Regions from separate parts of the Mus musculus genome. Here region 1 is linked to region 2. Evidence: chromatin contacts called from public HiChIP or PLAC-seq data. All regions are on one chromosome and are shown on one strand. Each heading gives the region's core, a stretch centred on a gene start, on an enhancer-like site or on the middle of the called end of the contact. The rest is flanking DNA. Distances are from core to core; before and after follow the strand shown. Region 1 overlaps Iqgap1 (IQ motif containing GTPase activating protein 1). Region 2 has its middle 21 kb from the start of Sema4b.

Region 1 (7,613 bases), core at 1,875-4,374, 600 kb after region 2:
AGTAGGATTCTGTGCATCTTAGTTTGCTTCTTATTGCTGTGATAAAGCATAACCAAAAGCAGCTCAGGGAGGAAGCGTTTACTTTACCACCACAGAGAGAAATCAGGGCAAGAACTCAGACCAGAAACCTGGAAACGGAAAGTGGGGCAGAGGCCATCTAGGAGTGCTGCTTACTGGCTTGCTCCTTATGGCTTGCTTGCCCTGTTTTCTTATAGTACCTAGGACCATCAGCCTAAGGGTTACACCACCCACAGTGAGCTGGGCCCTCTCACACCAATCGTCAACCAAGAAAATGTACCGCAGGCTTGCCCACAGAATAATCTGGTGGGGGCATTTTCTCAGTTCAGGTTCTCTCTTCCAAAATGACTAGAACTTGTGTCAAGCTGACATAAAACCAGCCAGCATACTGTATTACTCCAATTATGAATGTTAAGTACAGTGTCTTGATATTATGACTGACTGACTGAATGATTGATCGATTGACTGACCAACAGAATTGATTGGTTGGTGGATTGATAACTGATTGATTGATTGACTGACCAACAGAATCTCTAACAAAGCCCAGGCTTCCGACTGGCCTCAAACACAGGCTCTCCCTGCCTCTGCCTCCAATGTACTACAGTCACAAGAGTACAGTACCAGACCCTGCTATGCTATTGTAACTTTTATGTTCAACCTCTAGACTCTTATCAGTCCTCCATAGCTCACAGGAAATCTCTTCTTCTGCCATCACAGCAGCGTCCTAAAGTCTGAGGGCCGAGAGGGCCTTAGCACAGATCCCTTTGATTTTGTTCTCTGGGTTGTTTGATTTTGAACATAAAATAAACATTAGAGAATATCACCCAACATTTTCCAAAACTGTATGACTATTCTCCATGTTATTATGTAGTTTCTCAGGACTTTTAAGTTAAATAAGGAGCCCACCAAAGGGTTCGTCACTTTTATTAGTATTTATGTTTATAAATATATAAACATTTCTAACCATTAAACAATACTGAATAGTGTTAGAATTGATTCTGAGGAGGAAAGAACTTTAGAAAGATAGAACACATATTCAGAATGTGTTAAGCCCAGGGTTTAATCTCTAGCAAAACCAAAAGGATGACTTAAACATTGAAATGGGGGCTGGTGAGATGGCTCAGTGGGTAAGAGCACCCGACTGCTCTTCTGAAGGTCCGGAGTTCAAATCCCAGCAACCACATGGTGGCTCACAACCATCTGTAATGTGGTCTGACTCCCTCTTCTGGAGTGTCTGAAGACAGCTACAGTGTACTTACATATAATAAATAAATAAATCTTTAAAAAAAAAAAACATTGAAATGGGAAATAGTTTTTAATATTCTGTTGTTGTTTATGATGATGTTTTTATTTTTCGAGACAGGGTTTATCCATGTAGCCCTGGTTGTCCTGGAACTCTCTGAGACCAGGCTGGGTTCAAACTCACAGAGATCTGACTGCCTCTGCCTCCCAAGAACTGGGATTAAAGCCATGTGCCACCACTGCCCCTTTCAGTTGTTGTATGTGTATGCTGTTTTACCTGCCTGTGTGTACAGGTGCCATGTGTGTGCTGGGTACCCACACAGATCAGAAGAAGGCATAGGATAGAGTCTCTGGAATTGGGGATTACAGATGGTTGTTAGCTGCCATGTAGGTGCTGGAAACTGAACCAGGATTCTTTGCAAGAGTACCGACTGCTCTTAACCACTAAGCCATTTCTCCTGCCCTCACATATATAAACAAGTATTTTTGGTTGCCCAAGAGGCTGCTCCAAGGTTGTACCTTATTTGCACAATCCCTCATTTACAAATTATGGATGACTTATCCAAGGTCACTGCTACTAAGTGGCAAAGATGAACCCACTCTTGGTTTGGAACTCTTCTCACAGGGCACCACTGTTGTTGTTGCCATGAGACAGGATCCAGCAGAACTGGGTACCACAGGGGTCTACACAGAGGGAAGTGTCAGAAATCCCATGCAGGGGAAGGCTGGGAATGCCCCAGGACTGTCTCTTTAACACTGGGTCAGACAGTTCATCTCAACAGCAGACCCACCCATAACTCTCAACTCAGACACAAACTCTCTCATAAAATACAGCAGTTAGAGCTGGCAAGAGGGTAGAGTGGGTAAAAGTACTTTGCCACCAAACCTGACAAACTCTGTTTGATCCCCAGGACACGGTGGAAGAACCACTCTCAAAAGCTACCCTCTGATCTACACACACACACACACACACACACACACACACACATATACACACATACACACATACACACACACTTATGGCACATGCACCCTTCCCCCAAATAAATACATGAATAAATACATGTAATATTATTTTTAATTTAAGCATTTTAATTTGTCCTTATAAATTCATTTAAGATACATTTAAAAGTTAGTATCTGTGCCTCAGCAGTTGAGAGTTTGCATAGCACGCTTATTGCCCTACGTTCAATCCCCAGCACTGTGAAACATAGACAAATAAATGGGGAATAAAAAAATGGTTAAAAAAATAATCAATGCATAAAAGATAATTCATCAGCCAATGCAAAATTTTCTCCGCAACCCCGGTGATGCCGCCTCAAACAGTGTTCCCAAACAGCTAAAGTGAAGCATGAGAGGCACTGCCACACACAGAGATCAAAAACACTGGAGGGAAAGCATTTCCTCTGTGGACACAGCAGCCAGAAAGCTTTTCTGACACCAGCACCACCAGCTTTTTGCAGGCCACTCAGGCTGCCTTCTGGAACATGGCAGAAGGATGAGGGCATCATGTGACCAGCATCACCCGGGAACCTAGAAAGATCCACACTTAACAAGACACCCAGCACCTGACCAACCAGTCCTCCTCCTCTTGGTTTTTGTTTTAAGTCGGAGTCTCATTGTGTGGCCAAGGTCGGCCTCAAACCTGTGGTCCTCCTCAGTACTAGGATCACATGGTGGTTTATAGAGACCTGTGCCATGGCACTCTGCTCTTCATTTGCTAACAGAGGATGGTAGCAAAAACCTCCAAATAGGTTTGTTGTTAAGAATTCAGTAAGATTGTGACTGGAGTCTAGCCCAGTGCTTGGCAGATGATTAAAGACGTCTGTGCCTTTTCCTCCTGTGAGTCACACTCGCTACTTGATACTTCCGTTAAGTACAATGATTCCAGTTCCGTCAAGTATTCCCGTAAAAAGAATAATAATAGCGCATGCCCATAGAGCGTTCTGGATGATGACACAGTATATATAATTGCTAGGAATACCGGCTGGCACAGAGAAGGCACAGGCGTGTGGGGCCTGCTCCTCGGGACCCTCACATCCTTCCCACCCATCTCTGAACATTCTCCAACTGAACACAAGACCTACAGCCACAAGGAGAGAGCCTCTGAGCGTGTCCGTGAGGGAATTTTTCAATTCGGTTAGCTAAGATGAGAAGACCCATCCTACTGTGAGCAGTACCACTTCACAGCCTACGTCCCAGGCTGATCAAAATGAGACAGCCAGCTGAGCACCAGTGGACATCATTCCACTCACTGAGCTTGCAATGTGACCTCAAACTCCTGTCGCCATAACGGGCTGCACCCTCGAACTATAAACTAAAATAGAACCCTCCTTCCAGGCATGGTGGCACACATCTGTAATCCCAGTACTCAGAAGGCACAATGAAATTGAACTTGGTGAGTTCTAGGCCAGCCAGAGCTACAAATGAAACCTTGTCTTTAAAAGGAAAAAAAAAAAAAAAACAGAACAGAAAGTTTATTTTTTTTCCTTAAGTTCAGAAAATATCATACCAAGTGATGACTAAGAATATCCTACATGTGATCAGGATTCAGCCACAGATACAGCTTAGTGACAAAATTGCTATTTTTATAGAAAGTAGAGTTCCTCCTCTCACAAACGGTATAAATATTCATTATTTTCTCCTCAAACTACTTGCATGTAACCTATATGGGAATTATATTCAAAGTTCTATCTATCTGGAACTACTTCACAGAGTACTAGACTGAAAGGCCTGTTGTAAATATAAAACAAAAACAAAAACAAACAAACAAAAAAAATCTAACACCATGTGGCAGCTCCGAAACTAAATGCACGCATCGCCTCATGTGATCTTTGCATCAACCTCAGGAAACTAAGTAGCTTGGCCTCGCTTCACAAACTGAACGGAAAGTCACCCAAGAGCACCGCTGGGCAGCTCTCGCTTGACCATGATTCGAAGTTCACACTGTTTTCTTTAAGCCGGTCTTTTTTTTCTATTATGCATGTGGTTATTTGGCATGTATGTCTGTGCACTGTGTGTCTGCAGTGTCTGTGGGAGCCAGAAGAGGATATCATCAGATCAGATCCTCTGGGACTAGAGTTCCCTACAGTGGTGAGCCACCATGCCGATGCTGGGATTCAAACCCACGTCCTCTGGAAGAACAACTTGCTCTTAACTGCTGAAGATGTCCACAGCCCTCGAGTCCACAACATAGTCCTTCCTTCCGGGACAGCGACAGGTACAGCCTACTGAACACTCACCCTCCCACACAAGCTCAAGCTCTAGCACTGGGCTTCCTCACGCCAGCAGCAGCCCAGTTCCCGACCTCAAGCCCTCAGAGAGAAGCCATACGAGGATGAAACCTTGGTGACTGCTGCTGATATAATTAGTAGGAAAACTGAGCGCTTGTGTAATTACAAGATGATTTTTAAGAAATTCTTTATGAGGGTGCATGTTGAGACAGGGTCCAAGCTGGCTTCAAACTCCCAATCCTCCCATCTCTGCCTCTTAAATTCAGGAATTAGAAGTAAGTACACTATGCCCAAAACTTAGAGCTAACTTTTGACCACACACTTTGCAATTAATATGAAAACCAAGGTTGATTTAGAGATTTAAATGTGTACATACATATATGTGTGAAGTTATATAATCTTAAAGAGGAAAAGAGTTTACAAACAAGAGGACACAGGCAGACATCAGAGGGAAGGAGATGAGGTGAGATGGCTCACGGGTAAAGGCACATGACCACAAGCATGATGGCTGGAGTTCAATGCCCCAAACCCTCATGGTAGAAGAAGAGAAGCAACTTCCCCAGCTGTCTCTCCACTGAGCAGATGGCGCATACGCACCCAGACACCCACATGCACACTAAACAAATTAAAGAAATCATTTCCCACTATCCACCTAGGTGTAATGATGCTGGCCTACAGATTCCAGGCTTACAGGACAAGCTGGGGGCAGCCTCAGAAAACAAAAAATAAATAAGCAAAGCAGGGCAATATAGCACGTGTCTGTAACCCTCACTACAACCCTGTACTCAGGAGATGAGGTAGGACCAGTCAGCCTGGGCTACACACCAAGACCTTGCCTCTAAAACGGACAAAAGCAAAGAAAACCACTACTGACCGCCACCCTCCCAAATACCCCACAACAAACATGGTGGCCCAGGCCTTTTTCCTCTATGCTCAAGGCCAGTCTGGTTGAAATGGTGAATTCCAGCCAGCCACAGCTACACAGCCAAGACCTGGTCCAAAAAAACAGAAAAAAAAAACAAAACAAAACAAAAACAAAAATAAACTGGAGAGGTAAAATTGAAATATAGAACAATTTCCTGGGTTTATACATATATTTTAAACACTTAAAATGACAAATATTTCCCTAAAAAAATGAGCTAGAAACACAAGCAGGCAACTTATAAAATAAATAGAAATAGCCAGTGCTCACAAAAATGTTCAGTATTACTGGTCATCCATTAAATGCAAATTAAGGTAACAATATCACCATCTGCCCGACTGCCAAATAGTAAAAATAATAACTTATTATTCACTCTGTGGGAAAATCCCACATTATCACACAGTCCCAGAAAGAAACAAAACAAAACAAAAAATCTGGCCCCATAAACCATCTACAGCAACTTAAAGAAACTTCTATAAAAGGAAAGAGAAAAGGTTTTATTTTTTTAAAAATGACTTGGGGACTTGTGGCATGGATGACTAAATAGATCCATGAAGCCACACCGAGACAGGGAGACAAGAGGATGACAAGTGCATGTTGGGCCTGAAATGTCAATGGGACAGCCATCCAGAGTGACATCCTGCAAGCACCTGGAAACCCAAGCGGATATGAGGCCATCTACAAGCCTAGGGACAAGGTAAAGACAAATACAACGGGGAGATAGCCAAGGACGGGACCTTCTGAGGGTGGAAAGTCCCTGCAAAAAGACGAGAAATCAAGAGGGGATCATGTGGTGGTAATCAAAGAAGAGAAACACTCCAGGAATCTGGCTGTCATCACCGCCGTCAGACGCTGTAAAAAAGGGACAGCAAAGAGAACAGAAAATGAAAAACTCCTCCAGGGCCTCTGTAGAGGGACTCTGGAGCAGGAGTCAGCTCGCAGTGAACAGAAAGGTGGGAAATACTGGAGTGGTGGTGGCAAAGGCCAACTGGCAATGGCAAGCGGCAGATCGTTTTCAAGTTAAAGCAGAGAAGAGTTTGCCAGCCACAGCCAGGATTCGAGCTTAAAAACAAATCAAACAAACAAACAACCCAGAGAAGACCCTCAGACAGGACTGAACCCTCAGATACTACAGAGAAATGGGAATCCAGAATAAGGACTCTCTTCTGATCCAAAGGGGCTGGACTCAGACAAAAGCACCAGCAGGGCCATCTCCGGGGAAGGTAACTCTGGTTCACCTGTCCGGAGACTCAGGACACCGCTGTAGAAAGGACACAAGTCCAAAACCGCAACAGAACTGAGTTGCAATCCCAGCACTATCGAGGCAGAGGCAGGAGGATTTCTGAGTTCAAGGGCAACCTGGGCTACACAGAGACCCTGGGGAGAGGAAGGGAGAAGAGGGAGAGAACAAAAGAGAGAGGGGGGAGAAGGGGGAGGATAGAGTAAATTAGCTCAGCTGGCCTTCCTGAGGCCCTGTGATCGGAACCTAGCTGTCTTCATTGAGACTGCCTTTTAGGTGAAGGCTGCTGGCCCGCCACCTGGACAGACACTATCATGGCGAGTGTCTAAGATGTCGCTTCCATAGATGTATGAGTTGATAAGAGACACGACATACAGAAAGGGGGGTACAAGAAGTGGGGAAGGAGTGGGGATCAGTCCAGGATGGGGGGAAATCCAGGGCCAGGGTTGTGTGTGTTCAGTCATTGTGAGGAAGATGTAGGCGTGCCTACAAGAAAAGAACAAAGATGGAGGACTCAATAAAGAAAGCAGGCCTGGGAAGAGTGGAGGTGACAACAGCTAAGATAGGAACATGCCCTACCCTACCTGAGCAAAGAGGGAAGGAAGCAAGAGTAAGCAAGAATGACACGATATCTGACCCCACTGGACTTCCGTTTCCCGTCTGTAACACGGACAGGAGCAACACCTAACACCTCCTAAAGTTGGTGTGAGGAGTGGAGGTCATACACACTAAGAGCTAGGAGGGAAGTAGTTAGTTAGCTATATATCCGTGTGTGTGTTGGGGGGGGGTAATAAGTCAGTTAGCTATATATGTGTGTGTGTGTGGTAATAAGTTAGTTAGCTATATATCCATGTGGTGTGTGTTTGTGTTTGTGTGTGTGTGTGTGTGTGTGTGTGTGTGTGTGTGTGTGGTAATAAATTAGTGGTGGCGCACGCCTTTAATCCCAGCATTTGGGAGG
Region 2 (6,908 bases), core at 951-3,450:
ACAAGGTGGACTGGGTTGGGGGATACATTGTTGTTGTTGGTTGGTTGGTTTTTTTTTGTTTTTTGTTTTTTTGTTTTTTTTTTTTTTTGTCTGCCAACTCTTAGATCAAGCACAAACTAAGCTTTGGTTGTTGCCTCTGTGGATTAGTGGTAGTGGAAGCAGGTTGCATGGGCTTAGAGTTCTGCTCCGCTCTGTTCCTGTAGAGACAGGGGCTCACTCTGTAGCCCAGGCTAGGTGGAATTTGCCTCATTGATTAGGGTAGCCTCCAGCTCACAGAGATCAGCCTGCCTCTGCCGCTTGGATTAAAGGCTTACTGCTGCTACCACGCCTCTATTTGTTTATGTTTTAAGACGGGGACTCACTATGTAGCCCTGGCTGAGATGGAACCCACTATGTAGCCCAGGTTGGCCTCAAACTGAGATCTGCTTGCTTTGGCCTCTGCCTCCTTTGCTGCCTCTGCCTCCTCTTCCTCCTCTGCCCCTGCCTCCTCTTCCTCCTCTGCCCCTGCCTCCTCTTCCTCCTCTGCCCCTGCCTCCTCTTCCTCCTCTGCCCCTGCCTGCTCTTCCTCCTCTGCCCCTGCCTCTTCTTCCTCCTCTGCCTCTGCCTGCTCTTCCTCCTCTGCCCCTGCCTCCTCTTCCTCCTCTGCCTCTGCTTGCTCTTCCTCCTCTGCCCCTGCCTCCTCTTCCTCCTCTGCCTCTGCCTGCTCTTCCTCCTCTGCCCCTGCCTCCTCTTCCTCCTCTGCCTCCTCTTCCTCCTCTTCCTCCTCTTCCTCCTCTGCCCCTGCCTGCTCTTCCTCCTTTGCCTCCTCTGCCTTTGTCTCCTTTGCTTCTGCCTCTGCAATGCTGGGAGTGAAGACATGTGCCACCATGCCTGGCCTTCATGGTTGGTTGGATCCATTTGATTTGTTTTGTTTTAATAACTGATCAAGTAGCTGACTTACGGTTCTATAATAGTGACTTCATCCTCCGGGCCTGCCTCAGTATGGAGGAAAGTAATGTATTTATCTTTTCTTTTCTTTTCTTTTCTTTTCTTTTTTCCTTTCCTTTTTTTTTTTTTTTTTTTTTGGTTTTTCGAGACAGGGTTTCTCTGTATAGACCTGGCTGTCCTGGAACTCACTCTGTAGACCAGGCTGGCCTCGAACTCAGAAATCCACCTGCCTCTGCCTCCCGAGTGCTGGGATCAAAGGCGTGTGCCACCACTACCGCCCGGCTATTTACCTTTTCAGGACTGTGTAATCTGTCCAGTAACCTATGACTTATCATCATGAATCCCATGTCTTGGAACATTTACCTGGTGGTTTTCTTTTGTGGTTCTGTCTTCGTTGCTTGGGAACAAATCCAATTCTTCTCCTTTGTGCCTCTGATCAAGTCAGTGAGCATACTTTACAGAGATGTCACACACACAGGGGTGTGATGATAATGGGATGCTGGGGCAGGGGAGAAGGTCTAACAGAGCTGTATGAAGCCTGGCAAGATAGCTCAGTGTTAAGAGCACCGGCTGCTCTTCCAGGGGACTCAAGTTCCATTCCCAGCACCTATATATCAGTTTAAAACCATCCGTGAACCTGTTTCCAGGGGATTCAGAACTCTTCTTGCTTATACAGGCACCAGGCATGCCCATGGTACACACACACACACACACACACACACACACACACACGCAGGTCAAACACTTGAACACATAAAATAATAATCATAAAAAAATGAAAAGAAAGAAAAAGAAAAAAGAAAGAAAAGTGAAAAAGAAAGAAAATAGGCAAGTTGCCCAGAAAGTGAGAAAAAAGTAGCCAGAGACGTGAAGAAGACAGCAGCCTGGTCTGTGGAAGGCGTGGCAGAGGCTGGGGATTTGCTCAGTATTTGCCAAGCAGGGGTGACAGGGCCACGGGTGGTGCAGGAACTGAGGCAGCCAGGGATGTAGGAGAGTGGATCTCCATTGAGTACAGTGAGGAAAGGAAGTGACTAATGTGGCCAGGAAATGTTGCTTAAACCATCTTTCTGATAACTATCCAAGTCTGAGAATCATTGGGATAGACTACCTGTTCACTCCATGGAAAAAGATAAAGTTGAAAACCACTTGGAACAAAAAGCTCATGCAGACAGAGATATGTCCAGAAAACCGTGATGTGCATTGCTGTGCTATAAAATGTTGAAGACTATCTTTGCCACCTCAGGACAGACATGAACTTCTGGTGTTTATTCTGGTTTTGGTTTTGGTTTTTGACAGAGTCCTACGTGATAGTCCAGGAAGTATCCACTATCTGCTGAAAGACAGTTCGATACCTCAGAACTGGAGTTCTCTGCTCAAGCTTGCCTATTTACAACATCTAAGCCCGACAGGTGCTGCAGTGGGAGGTCATGAACCCTTTGGGACATGGCACCGAATGGTCCCTAGCTGTTGACGTGGGCCACTGTGGATGAGGGTTTAGCCTGGCTCCTAAATCAGTACAGGCTATTGCCATTGCTCTTGCTTGCCTACCGGGACTTGGTGGTAACAGCTCACTGTGCAGATACCAAACAGCCTACTGTGCAGATAGCACACACTTTGGTCGTAGGACACGGAAAAATCAAGCGGGTACTGACCTCAAAGCTTCCTCCCCACGGCTAGCTTTCATAGTATCAGAAGGCACTATGAGGGTTTCTGGGGAGAAAAAGTCACCAACGGTATTGCCCAGCCATGAACACAGCAAATGACAATAATGACCCATCTGAAAAGATATATACATTTATACAATAGTGGCACAAATGTTTCAGAGTAACCAACTGCTCTTTTTTTTTTTTTTTTTTTAATGAATTGAAGACTCACTTCATAGGAGTGGGACCTATCCCTGGCCAAGAAGGGCCTGTGACTTGGAAGGTCATATTACTATTATTATCTTGCCAGTCATACTCCAAGCTGTTCCAGAGACGGCATCCCCGACACAATGGATCTGCATCCCCTCAGACTGTGAGCTAAAATGAACCCTTAAGTCCGGTATGCTGCTACAGCAATGGGAAGACTAATGAACACAGTATACTTCCTTGTTTCAAAGGGCTCGGTGGGCTTTTAAATCTATATGTCTTACACTGAAGAGAGAGAACTGGCCACACAAACACAGACTAAAGGTGTGACCGAAGACGATTAAGTAGCCACCAATTCCTCCCTTGGGGCAGTCCCACTGCTGAGATTATAGGCATGAGCCACCACAACTACCTCAATTTTGGGTTTTGATGTTGGTTTTGAGACATGATCTCATTCTGTGGCCTGGGAACTAATTATGTCACACATATTGGCCTCAAGCTCATGATAATCCTACTGTCTCTGCCTCTTAAATGTTGGGATTATAAGCATGAACCACTATACTTGGTGGATATCTATCATCTATCTATCTATCTATCTATCTATCTATCTATCTATCTATCTATCCATCCATCTACCTAACTATATACATACATACATATATACATACATACATAAATACATATATACATACCTATCTATCTATTAAACTTCTGTGAGATGCAAGGATTCTATTAGGGCTTCCCCTCACCAATGCAGGCTTTCTATTACTCTTTACTCCCACCCCCATCCCACCCCCGCTTTTGTTGGATTAGTTTTCTTCCACATGCAAAACTTATTTACTGTGGGAAAGTGTCCTACTCAATAACAGACCACTAAAAAGAAGCGGGTCTGGCCTTGGGAAGGCCTTCACGTGGCAATGATGTCAGGGTCACTGGCAGACCCTATCCTGACAGAATTTCCTGGTTCCTCTGGGCAGGCTGAGTCAGCCTTCTGCTGAGCTGAAATCAACCTTGAAGATCACTGCCCTTCAGGACTGAGCCTCTCATGTGTGTACCTAAAGAGAGGACTGGGATGTACCTCACCGGCTGCAGTAGCAAGGTCAGCAGGTCCAGCAGTAAGCTGCAGGCCCTGAAACAAGCCATCACCCCTGATAGTGATGTCAGTTGACAAGCTAGGACCCTGTTTCAGGATGAGTTTGCCAGCTACGGTATCAGATGAAGCTGGGGTGCGTTGTGAGTGAGATGAGGAAGGGCAGAGAGGACGTGCCAACACCCACCTAGCTCTCAAGAGGATCAGCAGATCCCTCAGAGTTAAGAGCTACCACAGTGCCAGCCTCAACCAGGCCTCCTAGAGCCAGCACATGTCTAAGTATGTGTGAGTTGCCGCAGCGAGGCACTGGTGACTGCTGAGTTTTCTTGGGTCATACAGTTAGTCTGCCTGGGCGGTCTTATTCTCCATCTTCAGGGTAATACACGGTCTCTTGAGCCCTCTAAGCCTTTCTGAAACAAGGGAATACACTGTATTCATTTACCTTTCTCACTGCTGTGGTGACATGCCTGACAGAAGCAACAAGGAGGAAGGATTTATTGTGGCTCACTTTCTCAGAGGATATGAATCCATTAAGACAGGGAAGGCGTGGCCATGGGGCAGCTTAGTGTGTAGCAGCAGGTGCTTTCAGCAAGCAAAGGAAAAAAGGGAGACAGAGACAGACTCTTAAAATCGCACATGCTGAGCGGAGGTGGTGCATGACTTTAGTCCCAGCACTTGGGAGGTAGAGGCAGGAGATCACTGTGAGTTCAAGAGCAGCCTGGTCTACAAAGTCCCAGGACAGCCAAGGCTACACAAAGAAAGCCTGTCTCAAGAAACAAACAAAATGGGCTGGAGAGATGGTTAAGAGCACTGACTGCTCTTCCAGAGGTCCTGAGTTCAATTCCTAGCAACCACATGGTGGCTCACAACAATCTTTAATGGGTTCTGATGCCCTCTTCTGGTGTGTCTGAAGACAGCTACAGTGTACTCATTTAAATAAAATAAATCTTTAAAAAGAAAGGAAAAGAAAAGAAAAGAAAAGAAAGAAAAAAGAAGAAACAAACAAACCAAAACAAGAATCTACATATATTAGCGAGGACCTTGATCCAAAGGATACAATGTCGATTCCATTCAGAGAAGATCTTAAAACAGACAGACTTAGGGGCAGCCCTTAGACCAGGGCTTGTGGCCTAAGAAAGGCAAATGACTGCAAAGTTCCGAGAAGCATTTCTGGTGGTGATGAAATTGTTTCTCGTGTTCAGTGGGGTTGTGCTTACTCATCAAAAAGCATATCCCCAAATCATGAGTTATATGTTCATTGTCTCTTGATAAAAAAACCATTTAAGACAAAAATAAGGGGGGGCTGGTGAGATGACTCAGTGGGTAAGAGCACCCGACTGCTCTTCCGAAGGTCCAAAGTTCAAATCCCAGCAACCACATGGTGGCTCACAGCCATCTGTAACAAGACCTTCTTCTGGTGTCTGAAGACAGCTACAGTGTATTTACATACAATAAATAAAATAAATCTTTAAAAAAAACCACAAAAAATAAGAAAAGACAAGTGATATTGTTTAGTTTTGGAAAAATTAACAGGACAGTGCTAGATACTGGTAGAGCATGTAGGGCCCCAGCTTGGGGACAGGTGGGCTAGCAATTTAACTCTCAGTCTCAAAGAACCGTTTGCCATGTGGAACCGAAAGGCAGAGAGGCAGGAAGACCTACTCTATACAGTTACTTTCAGGATTGGTGTACACACACAATGGTGTCAATTCAGCAGCCACAAGCCGCAGAAAAGATGAACAGAAAGCAGTGTGCCTGCCCAGGAGAATATAAAACTAAAAGCCGGGCGTGGTGGTGCATGCCTTTAATCCCAGCACTTGGGAGGCAGAGGCAGGTGAATTTCTGAGTTCGAGGCCAGCCTAATCTACAGAGTGAGTTCCAGGACAGCCAGGACTACACAGAGAAACCCTGTCTCGAAAACAAAACAAAACAAAACAAAAAACAAAAACAAAACAAAAAAACCTAAGAGACAGGCTTGTCGTGCATGCCTGTAAGTCCAGCACAGGAAAGACTGAGGCAGGAGGATAACTGCAAGTCTGTCACCAACCTAAGCTACACAAGAAGACTCAGTCCCAACAACAACAAACAACACTCCCCAACAAACTAAAAAATGAAACTGGAGTCGAGTCATATGACAAAAGACCAATTATGGAAATTAAAGACAAAACAAATAATCCAATTAGGAAAGGAGCCAAAGTCATGTAGTGACACCATCAAAAAATAAGTAGATTAAAAAAATAGAGATAGATTGTAGATGTGCAAATGAAAAGATGTTAAACAGCAGCAAGGACTATGGGGAAATGCAAATGAAAACCACAATGAGACATCACTGGGGGTAAAATTAAGGAAACAATGATACCATTGATGTCCAGTGGTCTGGGAACTGGATCTGGGGTGCTGTCCTGCTGGGGACAAGGAACAGAACAGCCGTGGGAAGGAGAGTGACACCTAACCAGACAAATAGCCGCATAGCCAGGGAAAGGAAAATTCTCATTTATTTATAAACCTGTCCAAATGGCTGGGTGTGGTGTTTCACACTCATGACTCCAACAACACTCATGAAGCTGAGACAGGAGGATCGCTCTGAGTTTGAGACCAGTCTGAATTCTAGGCCATATTGAGCTTCATAATAAGACTCTGTCTTTAGCCAGATGGTGGTGGAGGCACAACTTTAATTCCAGCACTCGGGAAGCAGAGTTCAAGGGCAGCTTATTGTTCAGAGTGAGTTCCAGGACAGCCAGGGCTACTCAGAGAATCCCTGTCTTGGAAAAAACAAAACAGACAAGCAAACAAACCAACAAACTAGAAGACCCTGCCTTAAGAAATCAGGCTGACAAGACGGCTTGGTGCTGGCTGTTGAGTTCTCTCTGTGAACAAGACTCCTAGAGCGCTGTGTCTGCAGAGAATGACTAATCAGAACTGCAGACCTGTGGAGAGGTTGGCATGCTGCAGTCCAGAGGCTAATTTACCTTATCTCAGCTGCTATTAGCAAGCCCTGACCCCTCAGAACAGCCACTCAGCACCCACCTCTCTGTCATGAC

Evidence for each region. HiChIP or PLAC-seq counts read pairs in DNA pulled down with a chosen protein or histone mark.
Region 1: an HNF4G HiChIP or PLAC-seq map of pancreatic cancer cells shows a contact between it and region 2. The contact joins two enhancer-like sites. A contact is called at or near these places in 1 of 484 Hi-C or Micro-C datasets (embryonic stem cells) and 2 of 115 datasets of contacts at active chromatin or transcription factors (embryonic stem cells and pancreatic cancer cells).

The regions. Positions count from the first base shown.
Region 1 is chr7:80,771,262-80,778,874 of GRCm38.p6, forward strand. The region is part of intron 2 of Iqgap1 (IQ motif containing GTPase activating protein 1); the gene reads right to left. Among named protein-coding and RNA genes, the nearest start is that of Iqgap1, 28 kb to the right of the region's middle. Within about 2 kb of position 3,125, at least 128 of the 459 cell types and tissues checked have an H3K27ac peak or open chromatin away from gene starts, as enhancers often do. A contact at or near this core is called in pancreatic cancer cells, where this site is marked.
Region 2 is chr7:80,174,446-80,181,353 of GRCm38.p6, forward strand. No RefSeq gene overlaps it. Among named protein-coding and RNA genes, the nearest start is that of Sema4b, 21 kb to the right of the region's middle. Within about 2 kb of position 2,201, at least 18 of the 459 cell types and tissues checked have an H3K27ac peak or open chromatin away from gene starts, as enhancers often do. A contact at or near this core is called in pancreatic cancer cells, where this site is marked.